Regions from separate parts of the Zea mays genome. Here regions 2 and 3 are each linked to region 1. A link is a contact called in public Hi-C data. All regions are on one chromosome and are shown on one strand. Each heading gives the region's core, a stretch centred on a gene start, on an enhancer-like site or on the middle of the called end of the contact. The rest is flanking DNA. Distances are from core to core; before and after follow the strand shown.

Region 1 (4,280 bases), core at 982-3,481:
TAAGAATACATAAAGATAATAAATATAACTCATTGGTTCGTTCACATTCGTATTTCATAATATACACATGAATATCAACAAAGTTTACAACACATTGATACCTTCGGCTTGTTTGAAGGTGTTGATGCGAGAATGATTACAATCCAGAGTGAACAGTACATGGATATTGTTCACCTATTTATAGGCACGGGACGCAACCCGGGTAAAAGTACATTTATAGCCTTTAACATTTGTTCATAAACATAACATAAACCACTAGGTACTAGTTAGTCTTTTCCTCATCTGTTTGGTCTAAGCCGAAGCTAGTGCCAGCTTCGGCACTTGTCGTTGTTGCTTCCAAACGAGATCTTCGTCTTGGGGACCTTCGGCAGAAAAAGAAAGTCTTCAGAATCACTTTGCTGATGTGTCTTTGTCTTGAGGACCTTCGGCGGAGAAGAAGACCCCAACACATATAATATTACGAAGGAGTAAAATCACAATAAATTTCATGGGCATTTTTTATTTTTTCATATTAGATCTAACAATGTTAACTGCATGTAATGGCGCAAGGGTACAAGAGAGCTTCGCTTTCCAAACAGAGGGATAAAATAACAATTCCAAGACCAGAGAGATAATCACAAATGTCCCTGTTGGGGGCCTTCCTCTTCCGAAGGTCCTCAAAAACGAGACTAACCATATGTTTTCAGTATGACATGGATCGTTTCAGGGGGGTTTCGGCTTAAGAATGAAGGTTTTCTGTCGTGGTAGGGTGAAGATGTAGCCCGAAGGTAATTAGAATGGACGACGAAGCTATAGCCGAAGAGCTTCGGCTTGATGTGGCGACGAAGATTTAATATGATGATAACCGAAAAGGGACAAAGACTATTCAATCCTTAATGATTCGTGTTATGCCTATAGGTGATACTCAAGGGCATAAATGTACTTTTACTCGGGCTGTGTCTCGTGCCTATAAATAGATGAACAGTTGCACCGTACTGTTCACGCTGATTTGTAATCATCTTCTGGTGTCTTCACCTTCGAACAAACCGAAGGTATCAATGTAATATAAACTCTGCTAATGCTCATGTGTGTATTATGAAATATATATGTGTATGAGTCAATAGATTACATTCAATGCCTTTATGTATTTTAATTCTTATCAATCGTGAAGGCATGTCATTCATGACCTTCGTCTGAAGATTATTATATCCGATAGGAGATAATACTTCGGAGGACGAAGGTCCTTGGATTTTAACAATTATGTTATCTTGTTCTTGATTTACAGCATTTGAGAACAAATGATCAACAGTCCCAATTTTTTAGAAAACATCATGTTTTATTATATTAAGTTTGATCAATTATAAATAAAAAATAATTAATATCTTAACCAATCTTACTAAGGATTGTATGTCCTAGTTTATAACACATATATTTTAGAAAGAGTGCAGAAGAGTTTTGCCCACACGAAACTCTCTCCGCTCTTATAAAACTTTTATCATCTATTTTTTTTATCAATATAACGTTATGTCATCATATGTAATACCCATGAAACTTTCGTAAAACACTAACTGAGATTGATATTGTAATAGCAAATAAATATTATTAGATTAATTATGAAATATAGTTTCATTGTAAATTAATCTAACATGTTAAATGTGAATAGTATTTAATTGAATTTTGGTTGAACACGAACCACTTTAACTAGCACGTGACCTATAATTACATCCTTCTTGGACAGAAGTATGGTCAGAAATCACGAATAATATGGCGAATGGAGACCTAGCAATGCTTCGTCAGAATGCTTAGAGTATCCTTCTATAACGCCCGAAGACCGGATTGAGCAATGAACCGAGGCAGGAGGCACCCACTATACAGTCGCAAGCAAAAAAGCATCTAAAATGCAGGGTTTTAGGTACCTTTCTATCATGTTCCGAACCTTCCCACTGCACGCAAAGACGGCAGGCAGGAAAGAGAGCGCAAAGCAACCGCGGTTCCAGGGTCACCCTCCCGCTTTGTTCCCCCAAAGCCAGGACCGACCCAGCCTGATGCGCCCGCTCCGTCGCCGGCCGGTGCTGGATGCCTCATGCCTGGCACGGTGGTGCGCCGCGCACAACCGCAACCAAGGCCACCATGAGCGTCCAGCCGTCCACCAATCACTGCCGTCAATAGCGGCGTACACCACGAGCAACAGATTGTAGCGTGTACGGGCGGTCCAGCGCTATAAATCCACAAAAATGGGCAGTGTCACTTCCTGCTCTGCTTCAGTACGTAGTGGGCTGAGCCAGAAATGGGCACGTCGTTGGCTAGAAGCGTTGCTCTGTTTACTCTGCTGCTCTGCCTGCTTCTTCCGTCCCATGGCCATGGGAAGCTCTCGACCAAGTTCTACGCCAAGTCGTGCCCCAGCGTGGCCGCCATCGTGCGGTCGGTGATGGAGCAGGCGGTCGCCAAGGAGCCCAGGATGGGCGCCTCCATCATCCGCCTCTTCTTCCACGACTGTTTCGTCAATGTCGGTCACATTTAATATCCTATATTGCCATCCGGTTAGCCTAGGCTGCCACTCATCAGACGTCAGTGTGCAGTGCGCGGAACCACTGACATGCATGTGCGCGCGCAGGGTTGTGACGCGTCCATCCTCCTGGATGACACTTCGACGTTCACCGGCGAGAAGAACGCCGGAGCGAACACCAACTCCGTCCGCGGGTACGAGGTGATCGACGCCATCAAGACGCAGGTCGAAGCAGCCTGCAAGGGCACCGTGTCGTGCGCCGACATCGTCGCCTTGGCGTCTCGTGACGCCGTGGACTTGGTCAGTTAGTTCGTCTGTTGCTGCTAACACAACAACAACACGACCGTAATAATCCAGTGTCCAGAACCGACGCTGATCCGCACGCAATGCAATGCAATGCAGCTCGGAGGCCCCACATGGAACGTGCAGCTCGGCCGGAAGGACTCGCGCGCGGCGAGCCAGAGCGCGGCCAACGCCAACCTCCCGGGCCCGGGCTCCGGCGCCGCGTCCCTCGTGGCCGCGTTCGCGGCCAAGGGGCTCTCGGCGCGCGACATGACGGCGCTCTCCGGCGCGCACACCGTGGGGCGCGCGCGCTGCCTCTTCTTCCGCGGGCGCATCTACACCGACCAGAACGTCAACGCCTCCTTCGCGGCGGCGCGGCAGCAGACGTGCCCGCAGAGCGGCGGCGACGGCAACCTCGCGCCGTTCGACGACCAGACGCCTGACGCCTTCGACAACGCCTACTACACGAACCTGATGGCGCAGCGCGGCCTGCTGCACTCGGACCAGGAGCTCTTCAACGGCGGGCCGCAGGATGCGCTGGTCAGGAAGTACAGCGGCAACGCCCGCATGTTCGCCACCGACTTTGCCAAGGCGATGGTGAAGATGGGCGGTCTTGCGCCGGCGGCCGGAACGCCGACGGAGGTCAGATTCAACTGCCGGAAGGTGAATTGAGAATGGCTTGCATTCAGAGACGGGATGACAGGGGGAGTTGTCTGAATTCTGAAACAAAGCACTAAACCGTATCTTTCCCTTTCGTTCCAAGATCAAGTCTTTGGTTCCTGGGCATGATACAAGTGAAAATAATTAAGACAATCTTAAAATGCTTGATGTTCACGCCATATACATATAGGCGTTTTTCCTGTTCTATATTTTTTTCCATTGAAACCATCCTTTAGAACAATACATGTATCGACTGTGAATAATAGAGCTCTTTTCCGAAGTCTCGTTTGAACAAGCTTCACGAAAAAGGTACTCATTCTATTATTGCAGTTGAAAGAAACAAATAAATTAAACTGAGCGATTAAAGATTAATCTATGGCCGTGTTTGTTTCACCCCAACCAGATGTTATCGAGTGACATTTCTTAGATTTGGCTGTGGATGTGCCCGGAAGGGGCCTGGGTAAAAGCTGGGTTTGGTGACAAGGGAACTGTAAATGATCTATGGAAAAAATCCTTGCTATTCGGGCTAGATTGGAAACCAGATTTTTCCACGAGATTTTAATTTTTCCAAGAGAAATTAGTTTATTTTTCCTTGGAAAAATAAAAATCACTTAAAAAATATAGTTTCTAAACTAGCCCTTCAATTTAGTATAGCAAGTATTTTTCTCTTTTATGGATCCTAAAGAATTTCTTCTTTTATAAATCCCTTCTAATTCTTTTATCACCAAACTAGCCTAGAGTTTATTGTTTTCAATGGCACAATTGGTAGACATAGCATAGTTTGGGTTTGTAATTGTAAAGATGGTTAGGTTTGCCAATGAGGTTGTCCAATCTTGTGAAGGCTATCAATACT
Region 2 (4,280 bases), core at 1,217-3,716, 240 kb before region 1:
GGAGACCCCTCGGACTCGGAGGAGAACTCCTCCTCCGAGTATTCTGAGTCGCCGAAGTCCTCCGACGGAGGAGTCGGCTCGCGCTTGCGTTTGTTACTCTTGCCCATGGCGGAAGCAGACAGGAGAGAAGAGAAGGATGCAGTAAAGAACAACGAAGAGATGTGAAAAAACCAGAGGAGAAACAGCGCTATTTATAGAAGGGAAAGGCAACCGCTCACCTCCAACCGTGGTCACCGAACAGTCGCAAAGCATTCAATAAGCACTTCCACCCGTCTGAAGACACGTCAGGCGGCTGACGCCGTTTCACGCAACACTACACCCATTGGGACTCCAGTCAACAGCGCAAAGGATATGATTACACTCGCCGTCCCATCACATTACTACTCAGAAGCAGCCGGCTAAAACACTCAGCGTACCAAGTCGTCCCTTGCCCACACCCATTGGGGGGGGGGACGCCCAGGAATTATCGGTATATTTTTCAAAACGGTCACATCTGTGCAGGGCACGCAGTGAATACCTCAAGACAAAAATGAGATATCAGTAAGGATCAGAGGAAAGCCAAATATAGCCAGCGAAGTACAAAATATGGCCGACAGAAGCGACGTGAAGACTAGACAGAGAACGTCCATCAAACGTCCAATCAGTCGCAGAAGCAAATAAATTGCACTACCTAGCAAGATATGGATGGATTGCAAACTCGGCTGCTAAAGACAAAATATATGCTGACCTCTGCAGCAAAATATTGATGACATAATGCTGACCTCCAAAGCATAATGCAAATAACTTCATGCCAATTTCTACAAACGAAAGGGATGAATTTCAGCAAAGAGGCACGAAAGGAAGACATTCGAATGAATTATCCTTAAAAAATCCATTTGAAGGTCGGGGGCTACACCCATTGGGTGCACCTCCGATGCACCCCATGGATTATCATTCCAAGCCGAGATAGTGCCGACTTCTAAGGCGAGGGACAAGATTAAAAGACCAACCCTCAACCAAGATGCAGGAGCACAAATGGAGATAATTTCTGGGGAAGACCTTTGAGTAGATTGTTTTCTAAAATCTACTCAAAGCTCGGGGGCTACACCCATTGGGTGCACCTCCGGTGCACCCAATAAAGTTCAGAATCCTACAAAATTGAAATGCCGACCTCCAAGGCACAAGCATGAAACCAAGCCTCGGTCAAATGAGTGATCGGAGCAAGAGAAGACAGCAGGAAGACGTTCTTCTTCAAAACACCCGCAAGTTGGACCTGGGATCTTTGGGCTGATTACTTCTAAATTAACCCAAAGATCGGGGGCTTGTGGGGGATAGATATCCCCCGGGTCCACTAAAGGAGTAAAAGACCTCACGAAAGGCCTAAGGGCCCAATAAATCATGAGGTCATTCCTTCGTGGGCCTGGGAAGAAACAACCAACAAGGCAGAGCGACGTGATACCGGATTGGTGCAAGCCCGGATGGCCCACAACGTTGAGCGAGTAAATCGCAACAGAGACCCGACTTTCCCGCGCTGAAGCCCCATGCAACGGAGCCATGCGAGGATAAGTCGGCGAGGGTTACATAGGGATAAACTCAAGAGGTTCACTACCTTTTAGCTACTTGTTGTTATCATATCCCCATGTACTGCCCCACGGTCGAGTATATAAGGCCTAGGGGGCACCCCTTTAGAACGATCGACCCTATCTTACTTAGCCACCCACATCAACTCTCTGTGTCTTCAATCCAGAGAGCCCTCTTGTAACCACGCTCACATACTCACCAGGACGTAGGGTATTACACATCTCTAAGCGGCTCGAACCTGTAAATCTTGTCCACTGTCCCTCGTGCGATCGGCACGAACCATTTTGCTACAGTCGTCGACAGCGTCCTACTCCTAGAAACATCTTGAGGGGCAACCCCGGGTGTGCGGTCGGACCCAAAACACCGACAGCTAATTTTAGCAACTAACTATTAGTTCTAGTACATTCAAACACCCTCTAAGTCCTAGCACTAGCTATCTGTATAGATCATTTTTTGTCGGTCAATGGGTCTTTGATACTCCAGTTGCTCAAGAGGCCTGTCTGTGAGGCTCGTTGGCCCGTTGGGCTATCCCATAAAAGGAACAAACCGTTGTTTTTGTTTCCTGTCCGTAGGGTCTGTTTGGTTCAGCTTTTTTCTGACCAACTTTTCTGAGAATCTGGCTGTGGGAAGAATCTAGCTGTGTAGAGAATCTGAGTATCATTAGGATTACGTGCGGAAGAAGATAAATGTGTCCATAGGACTCAGGATCTAGAAAGTGACAGATTCCTATTATTGCAACGATTCAACCGATTATATGTTTATGTTGATGTTGAATGATTTTTACCTAAACGAATTTTATAGAAGCTGACTGAAAAGCTGAGCGTTTGGCAGTCCGCAACAGCTTTTGGTGGTCAGAAGCCCAAAAAAAAGCTAAAACAAACAGGGACGTAACCATGCGGCAGCCCATTATTCGGATCCGAAGCCCACTAAAACTTGCGATCGTCCCGGACGGATCCATTTGGCTCTGGTCGTCACAAAGTTGTTTGTGCATCGCGGCGGCGACAAGGGGGCGACGAGGCAGGCGGAGCGGGCGGCGACTACAGCGGCAGCAGATCTCACGGAATGGTGAACTCTCCACTGCCTTCTCTTGCGTAGATCCAGGGTTCTGCTTGGGAGCCCGCTGTGCTGACCCAGGGGATTCGTGTCGCAGGCGGCGAAGGCAATCTCGAGCCCCGTGCCGGTGGAGTGGTACCCGACGCTGGCCGTCGTCATGGTATCCGTAGGCCTCATGTTCACCGCCTCCTTCTTCATGTGAGTCCTGTTCGTCCGTCATCTGTTACTGTACCTTGCGGATTTGGCAGACGAGTCATTCACTTGCCTGGTGCCCTGATCTGATGTGTTTACCCGCACATGCCTCGTGTCTGCTGAGTTTATTGGTAGGGTGTATTGACCTGCCCGCTCGTTCCGATTGGAGATCTCATCTGTTGCCCTCATCTGATGTATTTAGCTGTCGAGTTTTAGCATCTATTTTCTATGCTGCTAGGGGAAAACTCCATTCATGGTGGGACAGTCATGGATTATTATTAGTCGCCGTGGGTGTTTCTGTAATGTTGGATGGCACACAGGGGTTGGTGCTTACTGTTTTCATGAATTGGAGTGTGGGTTTAGGTTTGATGAGAACATTCTTGCCTGTGGCATTTTGGGGTGATTTTGAAGTTGCAACAGCAACCAGTGGAACCTGATGGGCATTTTGGAGTATAGTAGCATTTAACTCTGGTGCTTGTTTCAGAGGGATTTCCTTTTTGACCTGTTGAATCTTTTTATACTGGGTTGGTAAGTTGTTTGCTGAAATAGAACATGCACCATATAACTTTGTTAGTAGAATTAACTATTTATTGGAGAAAAACACACATACCTTGTCTGACTATGCATACACAAACTGCTGCCTGGTACCTTGATTAACCGAGTCTGTGGTGCTGACCCTGACCAACTCTTGAAGAAACTTTTTGTGAATGCAACTGACTATTTGTTTCTTCCTTTATGTGTGTGAATTCATTGCCTAACAGAACTATCATTCCTAGTCTAACAGTTGTACTAAGAAATCTATAAAGATAATATCCAGCACTTTCAGTACAAGAAGGCTCTCCTCATGTAATATTGTTTTTTTAAAGTCCTAATTTAATCTTATGGTTACTTTCAGTTACATGAGGATCTCCCTGTATATTATTGTGCTTGTCTAAATTCCCAAATTTAATCTTATGTTTGTTTTCTTTGGTCAAATATCACATGCTGGCGTACCCATCATGTGTTGTGCATTTCTGCTTTGATTTTGATCTTGATTTACATTTCAATTTCAACGCAATGTATTTCCATCAATTTGTGCTCAAGTGCCTACAGTTTCGATGTCACACCCGGATTTAAGGAACAAAGCCAGGTGCATCTCATACATGCGCCAAAGAAGACAACATATATAATAACAGAGTGTATAGAGATAAATGTCACAAAACATCAGAGTATTTATTACATAGCGGAAGGCTTATTACAAAATAAAAGAATAATTATAAAACGAACTAAGGATCGTCGGCGCCAATGTCGACCGAGACACGCCACCTAGATCAGATCGAACTCCTCAGTGTTAGGCGGCTCCTCTTCGACCACCTGTTCTTCTCCTGTGGGGGGGGGGGGGGGTGTGAGACAGCAAGAGTGAGCTCACATACGTTCATAGCTCAACAAGTCGTGGGGAATAATGTGGCATGAACTCACCAAAGGTGGGAGTTCAT
Region 3 (4,280 bases), core at 718-3,217, 200 kb after region 1:
AGAGCCAAAACTATGAACAAAGCCACAAGAGGGGGAGAGATAGGAGAAGTTGCTAGGCTGAGGGAGCCTAAAGAACCAAACAGCTATGCAAGAGAATATATAGTAAGAAGAAAAGCAACATTTTTGTCTTCATTCAATCTGAAAGGTTGAAGTCTAGCCTGCTCACAAAAGAAAGACTTTCAGGTAGAAAAAGATGGTCAGCCTCTGTCAAAACCATCACTATTCTCACAAGCACTATTACATGGTCCTCTGGAATTGGAAGTGACATCATTCTCAAAAGGCACTAATTACAAACTATCTTCAAAACTAAAACTACAGACCATTTTTCCCACAACGGAAGCTTCCAAACTTGTTACAGGTGTGAACGACCCACCATAGCAGACTTCAAGCACAATACATCACAAGCTATGATGGCAATAAACATGAGAGGAATTGACTTTTGACACTTCCAGATCATCTTCGATCACATGCAACCCAAAAGTACATGCCAGGCGTTTGGGCCATGGGATATGTTATTATCTTAAACCAGGAAGCATCCATGCAAAATCACAGTACTGGGGTCATGAAACAGTCAATCCAACTGACTGTTGTGGATCAGCAGTACAAATTATATGACTCTAAAAATTGCAGTTCAGGTTTCATTCACCCAGTGCAGCATCCAATGATGCCAAAATCAAAGATTGTAGACTAAATCAGAGACTCAATGGTAGGATCAGAATAGTAGAATCAATGTAAAATCTAGAAAAAAAAACTCTCTTTATTTGTTTCCTCAGAAATTACCTCAGGCAGTCGGCACTGCCACAGCAGATGTGTGCTCCTTGGAGCATGTGAGCACAGGAGCTGTGAAACAATTGGGGATGGTGACACTTAACATCTCAAGGGTGAAGCAGCTTAAAGCACCCAGGTGGCCACATAGCTCCTAGGAGCAGGTGATATCGCAACACGACGATCAATCTGGAGCATGATTCTAATGGGTTTTACTACTTGGAGAGCAACTCTTCAGAAACTATATCAGATATGACTCGATTCTTTTAATCAAAGTGGGGTTCGTAAGCCATGTGATTCTATGGCCTAGCCACGGTTTTAACAACCATAGTAGCATGTGAAATGCATGAGACACGTCCTATTTGACTTTACGTGAAAATATAAGCTAGAGCTGCAATCAGAAACCTAGTTCTGCCATTACAAAAATCACACAGTTCATTGTTTTCTAATTCCAATTCTTAGCATGCCAAAATGAAACAAAGTCAGAGGGAATCCTCCTCTCAAGGTCAACATTATGGACACTACTTGAATTGTGGAGATAAATCAAAATCATAACAGACCTTAACTAGGCGGATGGCGTCGATTAAATCAATGGCGACCTTCTGCGGCCGCTTGACGACGGGTATGACCGTCGGGTACGGCAGCCTATCCTCCTCGTGCATCCCAAAGACGCTCCTGGTGGGACGCGCCGCGTTCATCTGGATCCGCTCCGACTCCCCCTGCAGCCCCCCGTCCTGCACCTCCTCCACCTCGCCGCCGACCGGACGGTCCTCCGGCAGCGGCGCGACCCTGGACGGGTACGAGACGGGCGAGATCGCGGGCGCCGCGTCCTTCACGTACCGCATATCCTGCCGCGTCCACTCCCGCGGCGGCATCGGCTGCTGAGGCCGTCGTGGCAGTGGGGATTGGTCCCTAGGGGCAACGTCTGGGGTTGTCGGGGCGGCAGACTCCTCGGGCGGGGCCTGCTGCTGCGGCTTCGGAGCGTAGGAGACGGGCTTGATGGGAGGAGGCGGCGGCGAGGCGGAGCTGGACTTGGCGTCGGAGGAGAAGTGGAAGAGTGAGAGCAGGCGGTGGCGCTGCGGGTTCCGCCGCAAGTATGAGAAGAGGAGCCGGAGGTGAGCCATCGGGGGCGTAGCGCGTGGTTGCGGCGGTCGGCGGCGACTCGCGAGGCCTGGGGTTTTAGTCTGGAAGATGTAGGAAATGGGGGGAGGAGGAGGGTTTCTCGCGTTAAGCAAGTGGGCTGTGTCTACTTTGTTGGGTAGTTCCTATCATGGTGGGTCGGTTGCCCGAGTGTTTGTCTATCTCGGGCTTATTTCGTTGATGGAGAGAATGTTCCCATCTTGAGACGGCCCAGCCTGAGTATGAGTGGAAGACTAAGGGCCTGTTTGGTTCGTGGCTAACTACGCCACACTTTGCCTAAGGTTAGGTGTTCGAATTGAAGAACTAACCTTAGGCAGAAAAGTTAGGCAAAGTGTGGCAAGTTAGACAGTGAACCAAACAGACCTTAAGGGCATGTTTGATTTGTGGCTAAGGATCTATTTGGTTTGATGCCTAAGTTGTCACACTTTGTCTAACTTTTCTGTCTAAGGTTAGTTCTTCAATTCGAACGACTAACTTTAGTCAAAGTGTGGCACATTTAGCCACGAACCAAACAGCCCCTAAATGTGTCACACTTTGTCTAAGGTTAGTCGTCCGAATTGAATAACTAATCTTAGACAGAAAAGTTAAGTAAAGTGTGGCAATTGAGGTAACGAACTAAACATGCCTTAAAGTCAATTTCACCTATTGTTACGCGTGCAATTTGGCTATGGTTTGGTTGGTTGTCCTTTTTTTCCTCAGGTGTCTTTTCTCCAGGGGTGGACCCAGGCCCATGGCCGCCTGGGCCACGGTTCGAGATGCAGGCCCAATATTTTTTTAGAATAGTCGGCACAGCCTAGAGCTCGTGAACCCTAGGCGGCCATCGTGGAGTGCTCGTCGCGTCGTGCCGCCGCCTCTGTTGCCGCCTGCCGTCGCGCCCTTTGGGCCTCTGGCGCCTGCCGGTCTGGCCTCGCCCGCGCAGACGCCCAGTCCGTCGCCCAGACGTGAGACGCCCAGTCCTCTCGGCGAGTCGGCGGCGCCATCTGCCCATCTCCCCTCTCGGCGACGCGACGTCCTCCTCCCATACACCCAGTCCGCCGCTGGCCCGCCGAGCTCATCTGCCATCTCCCCTCTACGCCCTCTGCCGTCGCGTACTCGCGTCGTCCGTTGAAAACTTGAAATAGCATGTAGAAGATTTCAAGTGTTCAATCCCTTTAACTTTTAAGGCTTTAATTAGATGTTTTATAGAAGATACAATACAAGGAGCCGATAAAAATCAAAATGAAGAAGAGGCATAGAACATTATGGTCATTTTTCTCTCCAGCTCTCACACCCGTCGTGCCTAATGTGCATCCAAGATCAAACCTCAATTCTCAACCAATAGTGGAAACCGGAACCTGTAACAATCAAGCCCAAGAAATTGCAACTTCACATGAACAAGAGCAAGAAATTCCACCTTCTGAGCAGGTATTCGATATAGTTGTTGATCCTGGGCTTAGAAAACCAATTGATGAATACGATGTTAACATTAGGGATGCTGTTAGAAGAGAGTATTTGTTACAGGGTCCATGTCAACCAATTGGCCATATATATCCTAAAAAAGATGGGAGACCGACAAAGAAGATTTCATGATTCATGGTTCAAGAACCATAATTGGTTAGAGTATAGTGTTACCAAAGATGTTGCCTTTTGTTTTTACTGTTATCTATTCAAACAACAAATATCATTGTGCCAAACATGTTGGATACAACCACTGCTAGAGGTCGCTCAAGAGGTCGTGGAGGTCAGTTTATAACTTACCATCATCACTTGAAACATGAAATATTTAATGTGGTGCTTGACCAACTTATTGTGGAGTTGAACAACTGTTTTGGTGAAAGATCTACCCAATTATTGAGATGCATTGCCTGCCTTGATCCATGAAATTCTTTTGCCAATTTTGATGGAGATAAGTTAATTGAGCTTGCTAAACTGTATGATGTGGACTTCTCTACATATAATTGCATAGTTTTGAAAGACCAACTTAAGATATTCATTATTGATATGAGAGCTGATCCAGATTTTCTAAGTTGCAATGACTTAAGTGATCTTGCTGTGAGAATGGTTCAGAGTGACAGGCATGTTGTTTTTTCATTTGTATATCGTCTCATTGAATTAGCTTTGATTTTACCAGTGGCAACAACATCTGTGGAGAGAGCTTTCTCATCTATGAATATCTTTAAAACTGAGTTACGAAATAAGATAGGAGACGAATGGCTTAACCATCGTATGGTGTGTTATATTGAGAGGGATATATTTACAAGCATTGAGGATGCAAAGATATTGAATTATTTTCAAGGCATGAGAACCCGCAGGGTGAATCTACCTCGCACTAGTGGTACGTACCAATTACTAATATTATTAAATTTATTCAACATTACATTTCAAGTCGTGTTCTT

What was found. Hi-C and Micro-C count contacts between places; a contact is called where the count stands out from the background.
Region 2: a contact with region 1 is called in a Hi-C map of ear, with 4 times the contacts expected there. The contact joins the promoter of LOC100276129 here to the promoter of LOC100280862 in region 1. A contact is called at or near these places in 2 of 25 Hi-C or Micro-C datasets (ear and leaf).
Region 3: a Hi-C map of leaf shows a contact between it and region 1, with 3 times the contacts expected there. The contact joins the promoter of LOC100282763 here to the promoter of LOC100280862 in region 1. A contact is called at or near these places in 6 of 25 Hi-C or Micro-C datasets (ear, leaf, root tip and 1 more).

The regions. Positions count from the first base shown.
Region 1 is chr9:72,405,639-72,409,918 of Zm-B73-REFERENCE-NAM-5.0, reverse strand. LOC100280862 reads left to right here and starts at 2,231. Exons shown (of 3, transcript NM_001367144.1): 1 at 2,231-2,485; 2 at 2,594-2,785; 3 at 2,888-3,580. The coding sequence starts at 2,267. The coding sequence ends at 3,439.
Region 2 is chr9:72,649,258-72,653,537 of Zm-B73-REFERENCE-NAM-5.0, reverse strand. It overlaps LOC100276129, which reads left to right and starts at 2,466. Exons shown (of 4, transcript NM_001367839.1): 1 at 2,466-2,625; 2 at 2,711-2,811. The coding sequence starts at 2,623.
Region 3 is chr9:72,206,185-72,210,464 of Zm-B73-REFERENCE-NAM-5.0, reverse strand. It overlaps LOC100282763 (Ribosomal protein L1p/L10e family-like), which reads right to left and starts at 1,967. Exons shown (of 10, transcript NM_001374368.1): 1 at 1,326-1,967. The coding sequence starts at 1,889. LOC109942288 reads left to right here and starts at 3,580. Exons shown (of 3, transcript XM_020544178.1): 1 at 3,580-3,625; 2 at 4,016-4,219. The coding sequence starts at 3,580.